4 separate regions of the Mus musculus genome follow, and regions 1, 2 and 3 are each linked to region 4. Evidence: chromatin contacts called from public HiChIP or PLAC-seq and promoter capture Hi-C data. All regions are on one chromosome and are shown on one strand. Each heading gives the region's core, a stretch centred on a gene start, on an enhancer-like site or on the middle of the called end of the contact. The rest is flanking DNA. Distances are from core to core; before and after follow the strand shown. Region 1 holds the start of Katnal1 (katanin p60 subunit A-like 1). Region 2 holds the start of 5930430L01Rik (RIKEN cDNA 5930430L01 gene). Region 3 holds the start of 8430423G03Rik (RIKEN cDNA 8430423G03 gene). Region 4 holds the start of Slc7a1 (solute carrier family 7 (cationic amino acid transporter, y+ system), member 1).

Region 1 (2,700 bases), core at 74-2,573, 530 kb before region 4:
CAAGTGCTGGGATGAAAGGTGTGAGCCACCCCTGTCCGGCGATATAGCACTTTTTAATCGGTACAGGACAATTTCCCCATCGGCCAATCCACCTTCAACTGCTAGTCAAATATTTTGACCTTTTTTTTTTTTTTTTTTTTTTTTTTTTTTTGGTTTTTCGAGACAGGGTTTCTCTGTATAGCCCTGGCTGTCCTGGAACTCACTTTGTAGACCAGGCTGGCCTCGAACTCAGAGATCCACCTGCCTCTGCCTCCCGAGTGCTGGGATTAAAGGCATGCGCCACCACGCCCGGCTTATATTTTGACTTTTATCACGATTGGATTAACTAGTATCTGAAAGCTACCGTGTGAGGTGCCAGACTTTTATTCTGTTTTATCATAAAAGTTTCTCTCAGGAACAGAGATAGTTCCATTTTGCAGACTAAAACGTTCAGAGCAGGTAGGTAAGGTGCCTCGGGTCATCGGCTACCAACCAGTTAGCCAAGGAGCTGTGTTAGAAGGCCAGGTTGTTAATCCAGGCCCATAGTACACTGAAGAGTGCACAAACCTCTGCATAAGACCCATTATAGCTTCGAATTCAATAGGTGGGGAGCAGTGCCATTTACGAGTTCCAGAGTCCAGAATCCTCCTGTAGGCTGTGTGCACACGCTATCTAAGCAATGGCTCGTTCTCACTCCACTCCCTGGAGGATGGCGGGAGGGGGCTGCGAGCAGCCTCCAATCCACAGAGCTGGCTCAGCAAGGTCGCCTCCTTAGAAGCCGCTCTCTGTCGCTGCACACGTCCCGCCCCGATGCCGGCCGGTGCAGCACGCCCCACCTAGGGTCTCGGGTTCCTCATCCTGTGGGGTGAGGGCTCCGTGTTCGCCACACTCGCCTCTGAGCATCCTTCCCTACTGCCCCCTTTCCCAACGCTGACTCAGCCCCACGCCCTCTCCGCAGCACTGCCGCAGCTGCCATGGCAACCGTGAGCCACCGCCTCTTCGCGCCGGCCGCGAACTAACGGACTCCGGGCGGGCGGCGGCTAACGGCGCCCCGCCTCGCCCCTCCCCGTTCCTTGACAGCCCTGACCTGCAGGATCTAAGTGGTGAGCCCGAGGGGCCGGGCTTGACAGGGAGAGCCGGGTTGCGGAGCCCAGGCGGGCAGCCCCAGTCCGCAAGACCTCGGCCGCCGGCAACAGGCCGCTCCCCCGGAGGAGAAGCGGGAGAGCCACGCAGAATGTAGCACCAGTCGCAGGGTATCATGGGTCTTGTAGTTCGGTGGCTCATCAGGCTCGCCGCCTTGGCTGGGTGATTCGGGCCGAGAACTACAAAGCCCAGCGGTCCGGAGCGCGGCGACAGACTGATAAATTGGGAGCTACTCAGATGGTGTTAAAGTGACTCTTTGTCTGCAGGGGGCTCCGGGGTGGTCGCTGGATTGGGCGCTGTGCGTCGGGCGGGGGTAGCGCAGGTGAGCCTCATTGCTGCGCTCCAGCCCCGCAGCCTCTGCACTCGCGGCCCCGCTCCATCGCCACCGCGCGGGGCCTGGGCCTCCTAGGGTGCTGCCTCTTGGTGCAGAACCGTATGTATGGCGCAAGGTCGATGCGAGACCCGACAAAGCCTTCACTAAAAGGCCTTTGCCTTTCCCTGTGAATCTCTAGGTATTTCTGCTTATTTTTCAAGTACCTCAGAGCTTTTGGCATATAAAATCCATTCATTAGCGTGTGTTCAGAGGACAGTAATATTTAAAAGGACAAGTGTGAAAGCTGATGAAGGATATTACTGTTATTTGGTGATGTCTGAATACATATACATATATATATGTTGCATGTTAGCTATTGAGGTTGAATGTCATGGAGTAATTAATGCCCCCTTCCGGCTCCACTCTTCACTTACTACCTAAATGTTGCCCACACATATTTTGGTTCTTTGAAGACTAGTTAAACTTTCAATGGCTAGTTAATTTTTGCCTTTTTCTGGAGAGTGTCTTTAGCATTTGTTTCTTTTTTCCCCAAGCACTTCCTAGAACGCACACACGAAGCTGATGGGTCTGGAGTATTTTGGGGAGGTCATAAATAACGAACTTGGTTTTATTGACTGATGAGATTTCTTAGTGGGTTTTGATGTGCTGCGATCTCACACACTTGTCTATTTCATTAAGCTTTGTTTGGTCTTTCACTCCCTTGGAAGTTTCTGTTGCTAGCTCTCCTTCATTTCTGACTTTCTCCTCTAGCCAACTTTACTAGAAATGTATTTTATTGAACTTTCTGAACAATCTCCTTTTGACTACACTGAAGTGTTCTGTATTCTGTTTCTATTTTTTAAAAATACCTGATTGATTTATGCACATTTTTCTTTGTTTTAGAGACCAGGCTTCACTGTGTAGTTTTGGCTAGCTAGAACTCACTGTGTAAACCAGGCTGTCCTGGAGCTCACCTGTCTGTCTCAGGATGCTGATATTAAGCATGGCTCAGGATGATTTCCTCTTTTTATTATGTGTAGTGAGAATTTTGGTGTTTTTTTTAAACATGGAATTTACATAGAAATATAAAAATTGTTTTTGTTTTAATCCCAGGTTTGGGATATTGGGCTGCTTCAGATTGTCCACAGCGGTTGACTGCGATTTGCCTCATGCTGTACAAGGGATGTGATTTTTGCCAACAGCCAGATAGTTTCCGTGACTGTGTGATGTTTGGAATTCTGGGGACTTTTCAGAGGGCATATAAA
Region 2 (2,700 bases), core at 130-2,629, 600 kb before region 4:
TGCCAGGAGAACAGAAAGGGGCCTCTCAGACTGCACTAGCTACTTCAGTCTGGGCCAGGCCAGGCCAGGCTGGGCCCTGGAGATCTCTGAAGTAAAACCCCAAGAAGGCAGGCTTGCTCTGTCTGTCTGTCTGTCTGTCTGCCTGTCTGTCTCTGGTTGTTACTCCTGCTATCGAGGCTCCTGCAGTAACAGCTAGCAGGCTGTGGAATGAATTCACCACTGAGAACTTCTTGGCCTGGGCTGGAGAAAGGGTCGCCTCAAAGGAAGAGACAGGTATGGGGACCTCCCTCAGCAGTCCCACCTGGGGAGGGCATCTGTCCTACTCAGTTGTGTGGTTTTTTTTCCCTCTCTGCCCATCTCTTGTAATTGTCAACAAGGAGAAAGCTAAACATTGCAGGGCTCCCTTTGCAGGGACGTTGGACAGTTCTAAGACGCACACAGTAAAGATATCTTGGTGGGGGGAAAGGCCCTCTGGAGGCTAATCTGCATATATTTTCATTCATATGCATGCATATAATGTCTCCTATGAAGCTTCTTCCAGACGCTGAAAATAAAAATTCAACTGTTAATATTTTACAAATTAAAGGCAGGAGGAGCCACAAAAGACCTTTTCATTTGCAGTTTAAATTTAAAACTAACCATAGAGCCTTTTTCTTTTCCCTTCCTTCTTCCCTCTCTTCCTCTCTCTGGGTTTAATCCTAAGAGCTTTAATACATGGAAGCCAAACACTCTTACTATTGTATTAGAACCTTAATACTGGGTGGGGGATAGATTGTAGGGTGGCGTTGGGGGGTGGGGGAGACGAGGACGACGACGACACAGGTTCTCATAGTGTATCCCAGGCTGGCCAGGAACTTGCTATGTAAACTAGGTTGGCTTCAAGATCACAAATTTCTATGTGCCTCTGCTTCCAGGAGTGCTGGGATTAAAAGTATATGCCTCCAAGTTCTATTATTGTACACTTTTTATAAACGTAAAAAGAACCTATTCGAGGCCTTTTCAGGGAGAAAGAAGAGAAAGGCGTGGTAAAAATCGCCTGTTGCACGGTAGTTTTATCTTTTTGCCCCAAAAGAACTAGTACAGTTTGGCAAGGTTGGGCTTTGCCTTTTGCCAAGATGCTTTTTTCTAAAGAGAAAACGAACTCTCACTTTGGAAAACAGCAAGTCCTGTTTGTTTTCTGTTCCTTTAGAAGTCAGCCCCGGAGCGGCTGGCTGGCAGCGGCGAGCACAGCTCTCTGGCGTTGTGTAACCGCCAGGCAATCACGTTGCACCCACCGCTTCCACAGGCTTGTAACTGCAATAATAAGCAGGAGCTTATTCAAAGAGGAGAAACCATCCCAGCCGGCTCCAAGTCACGTGTCCAGGTCACGTGGCCTGCCAGACAGCGAAGGCGGCTGGCAATCATTAACTAATGCTTTCTCCCAGGGAGAAAAATGCTGGCTTTAAGGAGGCCCGGACGTCAGAATTGCAATAGAAGGTATCCGGGGTGGGCGGGTGACTTTATTCTCGCTAAGTGCTTTCTAGAGGAGATGGCGGAGCCGGCAAACAGAGCCCCTCGCCCCCTGCTTTCTCTAGAACTTGCAGCCTTGCGCGGCACCTCCTGCTTTTGCAGCCCTGGGTAGCTAGGGCCACAGCATCAGCAGCCTAGGAGCCAGTGCGCCGCCCCAGCGCTGCTGGGACCTCAGAGAAGTTCTTGGTTAAAACTTAAGCGGAGAGCCAGGTTTCTGTGCCTTAAGAAATTGGTGCCAAGGGTTCCCGGAGACGATGAGAGGGAGGAGGCACGTCAGCCTGTGGGAGCTCTGGCGGAGTTTTCATGACACCTAAGTCTTGTGATTGATGAGACCGACCAGGCAGGCAGGCCTGGCAGGCGGTTTCCTTGCTCAGCCTTTGAATTTAGACATTTCTTTCTCCTTCTCTAGGCTGGGTACTGTTCCTGGGTGCTTCTAAAATCTGTGACGTAGAATTGAGTTTGATGTTAGCGTAGAAGTGAAAATAGCGAGTGGGATGGAAAGTGACCAAGCTTTGTTGGAGGGAGTGGGTACAGCACAGAGAAAGGGACTTAGGGAATAAACAAAGGAAGAAGCCCGCGCTTTTAAAACCTCAAATTTCCACTTTTCACATTGTGCAAACAGACCTTTCCCCAGTCACTGCGTAATGAAGATTCAGTCTTATGCAGATGAATCTCTGTGAGTCTGAGGCCAGCCCTGTTCATACAGCAAATTCCAGGACAGCCAGGGCTACATAGTGAGAGCCAACTCAAAAATAAATAAAAAGATGACCGGAGGTATCCGGTTACCTCTATAGCCCACCAGTTTTAAATCTACTTAGTTTACTCAATGGTTCTCCGATCCCATGAGAATACTTTTGCAACAATGCTCTAATCCCTTTTCCTTTGGGTTTGTACTCAGTAAGGAGACTTAATTATAAAAATTGATTATTCTTGAGTTCTATTTGTTGTTCCATACATGCAGTAAAATGCCATGTTTCTTAAATTCCCCAAAAGTCCGAGATGCATCTTACAAGAATGGGCTTTAATTCAATCTGTTGTCTTAGACTGATTTTAATAAAGTCATCTTAGTATGCTTTCAATTGCTTGGATAAAACACCATGACCAAAACCTACTTGTGAAGAGAGTTTGTTTCAGTTTACAGCTCTGGTCACATTATCACTGAGGGAAGTCATGTCAGGAACCTGAAGACAG
Region 3 (2,700 bases), core at 86-2,585, 550 kb before region 4:
TGGGTGGCTGCGGTAGACACTAGGTGGTTTAGAGAATCAAAAAAAAAAAAAAAAAAAAATTCCCATGAGTCCCTTCGCCCCTTCGCCTGTTTCAGAATTCAGTCTTTCTGGGCTTCTCCTCTATGTTTTCACCATGGTGCTGGTAGTGGCTGTCCTGAGGAGCCCTGTAGGCCTCAGTCTGGAGATGGGAGGGCTATCTCTTTCCTCAGAGGGCTGGTCAGATCCATGGTGGTCGGGCTGTTTCACCTAAGGCTGCAGATGGAAGACAAGAACAATCACAGAATCTGGAGAGGAGAAAGGTGTCAATTGGGGGTGGTCGAGGGAGGATGTTGCCAGACCACACACATCCCAATGTGGCCAGGGCATTTAAATCTCCTTGACAATTCTTGCCTAAACTAAACAGTGGGCCAACTGGGGAACAAGTGACCAAGCCAAGATTGTACGAGTGCACGTGTATGTGTGTATGTGTGTGTGTGCACGCATGTGTGTGTGTAAATAACACAATTCAGGGACATGAAAGGAGAGAGGACTTGAGGGGAGTAGGGGACCAGGAAAAGGCCAGTAAGCAGGGTCAGATGGGGCAGAGTAGTGAGAAGGAAGACAAAGTATAATTAATTACACAAAATTACCAAAAATGCCACAATGTAACGCATTAAACTGACTCTCAAAGTAATTGAGGGGAAAAAAATGCATTTACAAAATAAAGTTTCATGGCATAAAATTGTTACAGGAATTTTTTTAGGGTCAAAACCTGGGCCCTGGAGACCCCAGTGATCTTGGAAGGCATCTTTCTTCCTTGGCGTGGTGTTCATCAGGAAGCTTTTTATTGACGGTCTTATCTCCTCCTGGTCCTTGGGCTCCTTGCTCTGTTCCACAGCCAACTCCTCAGTCCACACAGTAAGAGGAAATAAGGAAAGAGAACTCCCTGAAACAGAAAGACAAAACGGGGCCTAGAAATCTACAGACCGGACTGGCCGGCATCGGGACACATGGCCTCTCTTAGCTACAATGGTCATGTGCGAGCAGGAGCGTCGCCCCTGCTGAATGAAACCGGTGTTCTGATAGAAAGCAAGAACGGAGGGATCAGTACCAGCCTATATTGGATCCCTGATCTTGCCAAACTTGAGAGTTATGGAGGAAAGAGCCCACGCCATTGAGTCCTCCTCTGTCCCTGGTGAAGGCGAGAAAAAGCAAACCTTTTCTGAGTCGTGACAGCTGGGGGATGTCCCGTGGCTCCCCTCTTCTTTTTGGCCAGAGAATGTAACTGGTCGTCCCACAGGGTAGCATGTAACCGAGAGGAAATAAACGTCGTGGCTGTGGAATGTGTGGTCTATTGCTCACTGAGGAGGGTGGCGGGGCTTTTTACAACAGGAAGCCCAGGATGGATGGCGAATCGTAAGGAAGTAATCAGTGTGGTATTTCACTTCAGTTGGAGGGAGTCCGTTCGCTGCCTCTTAGCCTGGTTGCTTGAGGAGTCGATTTTCCCCAACCACTTACAGCTGTCGTGTTTTGTAGTGATTTCTATGTGTTATGTTTGGGGTTCTCAACTTAGAACAAGGCTCGCTTCTTCTTCAATTTGTTGCTTTCTTTAGTACTTCCAACAGTTCAGCCAGCCAAGAAACTGTGTGATGGGCCTGAAGCTACGGGGAGGCAGCACCCTACCATGGGGCAAGCCCTGCCTGCGGGGGAACCATTTAGATTGAACTAAAAAGAAACAGTGGCGAATGGTGGGGCTCAGGAGTGATCTGCCACAGCCACCTGGAGAACAAAACTAGGAAACATTGTATATGTTTTTAAAAAGTTACTTATTATTTTGTCTCTGTAGTCATGAGGATCAAACACGTTTGATCTACAGTTTATCTATCCCCCAGATCCTGAGCCAGTGTTTTTGTATCTTGGGTCGGTTGACTTGCGCTCACGTCAGTCAAATGCGACGACTGTAACTTTACAAGCAGAATTGCATTTCATAAAAAGCTCAGCCTTGGGGCTGGAGAAATGGCTCAGTGGTTAGGAGCACTTCCTGCTCTTGTAGAGGCCCCAAGTTTGGTTCCCAGCACTCGCATGGTGGCTCACAGCCACCTGTAACCGCCACTCTCGGGCCTCTGTGGATTAGAATACAAGATTTTTCTCCTTTGTAGTTTTTATAATTCTTATAGTCTACAGGCATGACGTGTGTCTTGAGTAACGGGCATGCGCATTCCTGCATATGTGTGTGTTTGTACAGGGTCTCCTTGTGTATCTCAGGCTGCCCTCAACTTTGAAATCTTCCTGCCTCAGTCTCCTGGGTACCGAATTTGCTAGCATGCCAAGCTTGGTTTGCATTTTTGTCCAGTGTTTCTTCAGGTCTATGTCCAGTCTCTCAAGCAAAATATAAACTGCTTTAGGTGCGGGAAGATGCTGTGGAATAATATTTGGATTCTAGGGTTGGACATTTTTTAAAAATGGATATCTTGAATGTTTAACTAAGAACCTGTCTTTCCACATAAATATATTTGCAAATCTGAAAACAGTCTTTTATTAGACCAAACATATACTTTAAAAAAAAAACCCTTTCCTTTAACATGTTATTTTTATAGGTGCTAAAAGAAACAGCGCGGTGGTAAGGAGAGCAGACACTTGCTGACTTCCAGCTGTGGAGGGGACACCTCTGATTGCTTTCATTCTAACAGCTCGGAGAGGCTGGGGTTACTGTCTCACTCA
Region 4 (2,700 bases), core at 188-2,687:
GTGGAGGACACACAGTGAATAGCGTTCGAATTCGGAGTCAGATACTCATCTGGTGCTGAAGGCAAAGCTGGTGGGCGCTGAAAGATGGGAGGTTTCCCTCTGTGAGAAGGGGGCACCTGGTAAAGATTCAGGAGACCTCCCTACTAGATTGGCAGGAATCAGTTCATCACCGCATGATTGACACTTACTTCTGTTGGCTGTTGGAAAACAAAGCATGTTTGATGCCTTGTTATTATCACAAACGCTGTTAGAAGTGCTTTAATGTTATCTTACAAGTGTTAGAAGTGCTTTAGTGCTATCCACCTCCCTCTACGTATTCATTAAGACTTTTTGGCTGGGCAATATAAATTAATACATCGTTAGTTTAATTCTATGGGAGTATCAACAGCTGTGGCTGACAATGAATCCCTTTACTGATAAGGCACACTTGAGAACACACATAGCATCCACCTTCTCTTTTCTCTTTTTCTTTTCTTTTCCTTTCTTTTCTCTCTTTCTTCCTTTCTTTCTTTCTTTCTTTCTTTCTTTCTTTCTTTCTTTCTTTCTTCTTTCCTTCCTTCCTTCCTCTCTCTCTCTCTCTCTCTCTCTCTCTCTCTCTCTCTCTCTCTCTCTCTCTCTCTCTCTTTTTTTAACAGGATTTCTCTGTATAGCCCTGGCTGTCCTGAAACTCACTCTGTAGACCAGGCTGGCCTCAAACTCAGAAATCCACCTGCCTCTGCCTCCCAAGTGCTGGGACTAAAGGTGTGTGCCACCACTGCCGGGCTTCGATATAATTCTTTATAAAAACTTTTATCTTATGCATATTTATGGTTTACCTGTGTATGTCTGTGCATCACATTCAAGACTTACAGATTAGTTGTGAGCCCCCATGTGGGGAGTCAGAACTGGGTCCTCTGAAAGGGTTGTCAGTGTTAACCGCTGAGCCATCCCTCAGCCCTATAGACTGTAGTTCTCGATTTTGGAGCAGAGATCAGAAGGAACCCTGAAGACTAGATTTGGGTACTAAACTTGGGGAGAGTCCCGCGGGTGTGAACTGCCTGAACTGTTCTGTTGGCTATGTGGAGGAACTACCTTGTATCAAAGGGAGGCTTGCAGGTTCTGGGGCCCTTCCTGACCAAGGCGGAGGCTAAGGCGTTAGCTAGGGCACAGCCGTAAAGTAGTCCAATGTCAAAAGAAGATTTACAACTAAGTCCAAAAAAAAAAAAAGTCTTTAAAATGTGTCTTACATCCAGTTTGGAGCAAGAAACCTGGTCGTCAGCTGTCCGTGGCTCCCCAGGAGGGGGCTCGCACCCCTCAGCCTGTGCCATCAGCTCTGACTCAAGCTCAGTTGCGGCTGCGGAGGACCAAGGGCGCGCGCGGGAGGCGCCCAAACCGGCGGGGAAGCCCGGTCTCGGGTGTCCCCGCCCACAGGGGCGCGGCCGCGCGGCGCTGTCATTGGTGCCCTGGAAGCTGACGCGCAGCACTGGCCGTGGCCGTGGGGCCCGCGGAGGGCGGCGCGCGGCTGATGAAACCGGCTCGGATTCCGCCCGCGTGCGCCATCCCCTCAGCTAGCAGGTGTGAGAGGCTTTCTACCCGCGGTCTCCACACAGCTCAACATCTTGCCGCCTCCTCCGTGAGTACGCGATCCTTGTGATTGCCCAGGAAGCTCTGAAAGCCTGAGTCACCTCGGTGTGCGTGTGTGTCTGTGTGTGTGGCCTCGGGTGGCGTTTCAGGCAGGGCGAGGGTTCTTCTTATCCTCTCCATCTCCGGGGGATGGGTGCGTGGGGCGGGCACCAGTGTTCCGGTCGCCTCCTCCGAGTCCATCTTGGTCCTTTGCAGGCGCGGCGTGGTGCATGATGCAACAGCGGGAGGGAGTGAACACGGGCGACCCGGGTGACGCCCGCCACGCGTGGCGCCGTGTGTAGGCTCCACGTGGGCGCGGGGACCCATCTACGCAGGCTGCCCCGGGTGGCATCCGGAGTCACGGCAGTCTGGGAGACCTTCCCTTACATGGCGCGGTGCGCGGCACCCCGCCCCGCCACGCGGTCCCGGGCAGTGTCGTCAGCCGAGCCGCGCGCAGGATGGACTCTTGTCAGGTCTCGCAGGCATGACCCGAGACCTGAGATTCCTGTCCTCCGGGTCGCCTCATAGTCTCCAGAGGTCCCTTTGGAGGGACTCCCTCTTGGGTGGGTTTTCCTTGTGACCCGATTCGGCCTGCACAGACTGTTCTTCCAGATGGTGTGGAGTGGGAGGAAGTTCTTCCGGCTCCGTAGACAACCTGTGCTCCGTGTGTTTCTGTCCAGTGGAAGACTTCCTGGGCACGATCAGGTCACCAGCCAAGGGTGTCCGCAGAGCAGTCCAGTGTCGCTCGCTCCAGCCCACTGCTGTGTGGACTTGTGTGTTAAGATAGCCAGACATGTGCTGGGATAGGCAGACATGTGCTGGGATAGGCAGACATGTGCTGTCAGGAAAACAAAACAAACTAAAAAACTACATTTCCCAGCACCCACAGTTATACTCTCACGTGCAGGAGGACAGGGTTTCAACCATAGGTGTATTTCTTCTAAAGGTGAGTAAACTTTCACTAGAATCCGGAGCGTTATCTTCTGCGTTATCTTTTGGTTGACTGTCTTAGCTGTCATGGAGTCAGCTGGTAATTGGGATTTTTGTAACATTTCTTGCCCTTCATGTGTGGTTAAGATAATAGGAAACCTCGACACA

Evidence for each region. Promoter capture Hi-C pulls out the DNA fragments that hold promoters and counts their contacts. HiChIP or PLAC-seq counts read pairs in DNA pulled down with a chosen protein or histone mark.
Region 1: an H3K4me3 HiChIP or PLAC-seq map of the SCID.adh cell line shows a contact between it and region 4, with 13 read pairs. The contact joins the promoter of Katnal1 here to the promoter of Slc7a1 in region 4. A contact is called at or near these places in 2 of 39 promoter capture datasets (embryonic stem cells and erythroid cells), 5 of 115 datasets of contacts at active chromatin or transcription factors (the SCID.adh cell line, bone marrow-derived macrophages, memory CD8 T cells and 1 more) and 2 of 9 other capture datasets (adipose tissue and macrophages).
Region 2: an HNF4G HiChIP or PLAC-seq map of pancreatic cancer cells shows a contact between it and region 4. The contact joins the promoter of 5930430L01Rik here to the promoter of Slc7a1 in region 4. A contact is called at or near these places in 5 of 39 promoter capture datasets (the 3T3-L1 cell line, the C10 cell line, hippocampal neurons and 2 more) and 1 of 115 datasets of contacts at active chromatin or transcription factors (pancreatic cancer cells).
Region 3: a promoter capture Hi-C map of embryonic stem cells shows a contact between it and region 4, with 2.2 times the contacts expected there. The contact joins the promoter of 8430423G03Rik here to the promoter of Slc7a1 in region 4. A contact is called at or near these places in 7 of 39 promoter capture datasets (the 3T3-L1 cell line, embryonic stem cells, hippocampal neurons and 3 more), 1 of 484 Hi-C or Micro-C datasets (bone marrow-derived macrophages) and 4 of 115 datasets of contacts at active chromatin or transcription factors (the SCID.adh cell line, bone marrow-derived macrophages, memory CD8 T cells and 1 more).

Annotation. Positions count from the first base shown.
Region 1 is chr5:148,927,270-148,929,969 of GRCm38.p6, reverse strand. Katnal1 (katanin p60 subunit A-like 1) reads left to right here and starts at 1,323. Exons shown (of 11, transcript NM_153572.2): 1 at 1,323-1,444. Gm36446 (a long non-coding RNA gene) reads right to left here and starts at 1,158. Exons shown (of 2, transcript XR_377236.1): 1 at 1,067-1,158; 2 at 348-837.
Region 2 is chr5:148,993,894-148,996,593 of GRCm38.p6, reverse strand. It overlaps 5930430L01Rik (RIKEN cDNA 5930430L01 gene), which reads left to right and starts at 1,379. Exons shown (of 2, transcript NR_102384.1): 1 at 1,379-1,476. It overlaps Gm15411 (a long non-coding RNA gene), which reads left to right. Exons shown (of 5, transcript XR_868721.2): 4 at 1-273.
Region 3 is chr5:148,948,885-148,951,584 of GRCm38.p6, reverse strand. It overlaps 8430423G03Rik (RIKEN cDNA 8430423G03 gene), which reads right to left and starts at 1,335. Exons shown (of 3, transcript NR_040686.1): 1 at 1,197-1,335; 2 at 752-925; 3 at 1-252. It overlaps LOC108169085 (a long non-coding RNA gene), which reads left to right. Exons shown (of 2, transcript XR_001785025.1): 2 at 2,577-2,700.
Region 4 is chr5:148,398,641-148,401,340 of GRCm38.p6, reverse strand. Slc7a1 (solute carrier family 7 (cationic amino acid transporter, y+ system), member 1) reads left to right here and starts at 1,437. Exons shown (of 13, transcript NM_007513.4): 1 at 1,437-1,612.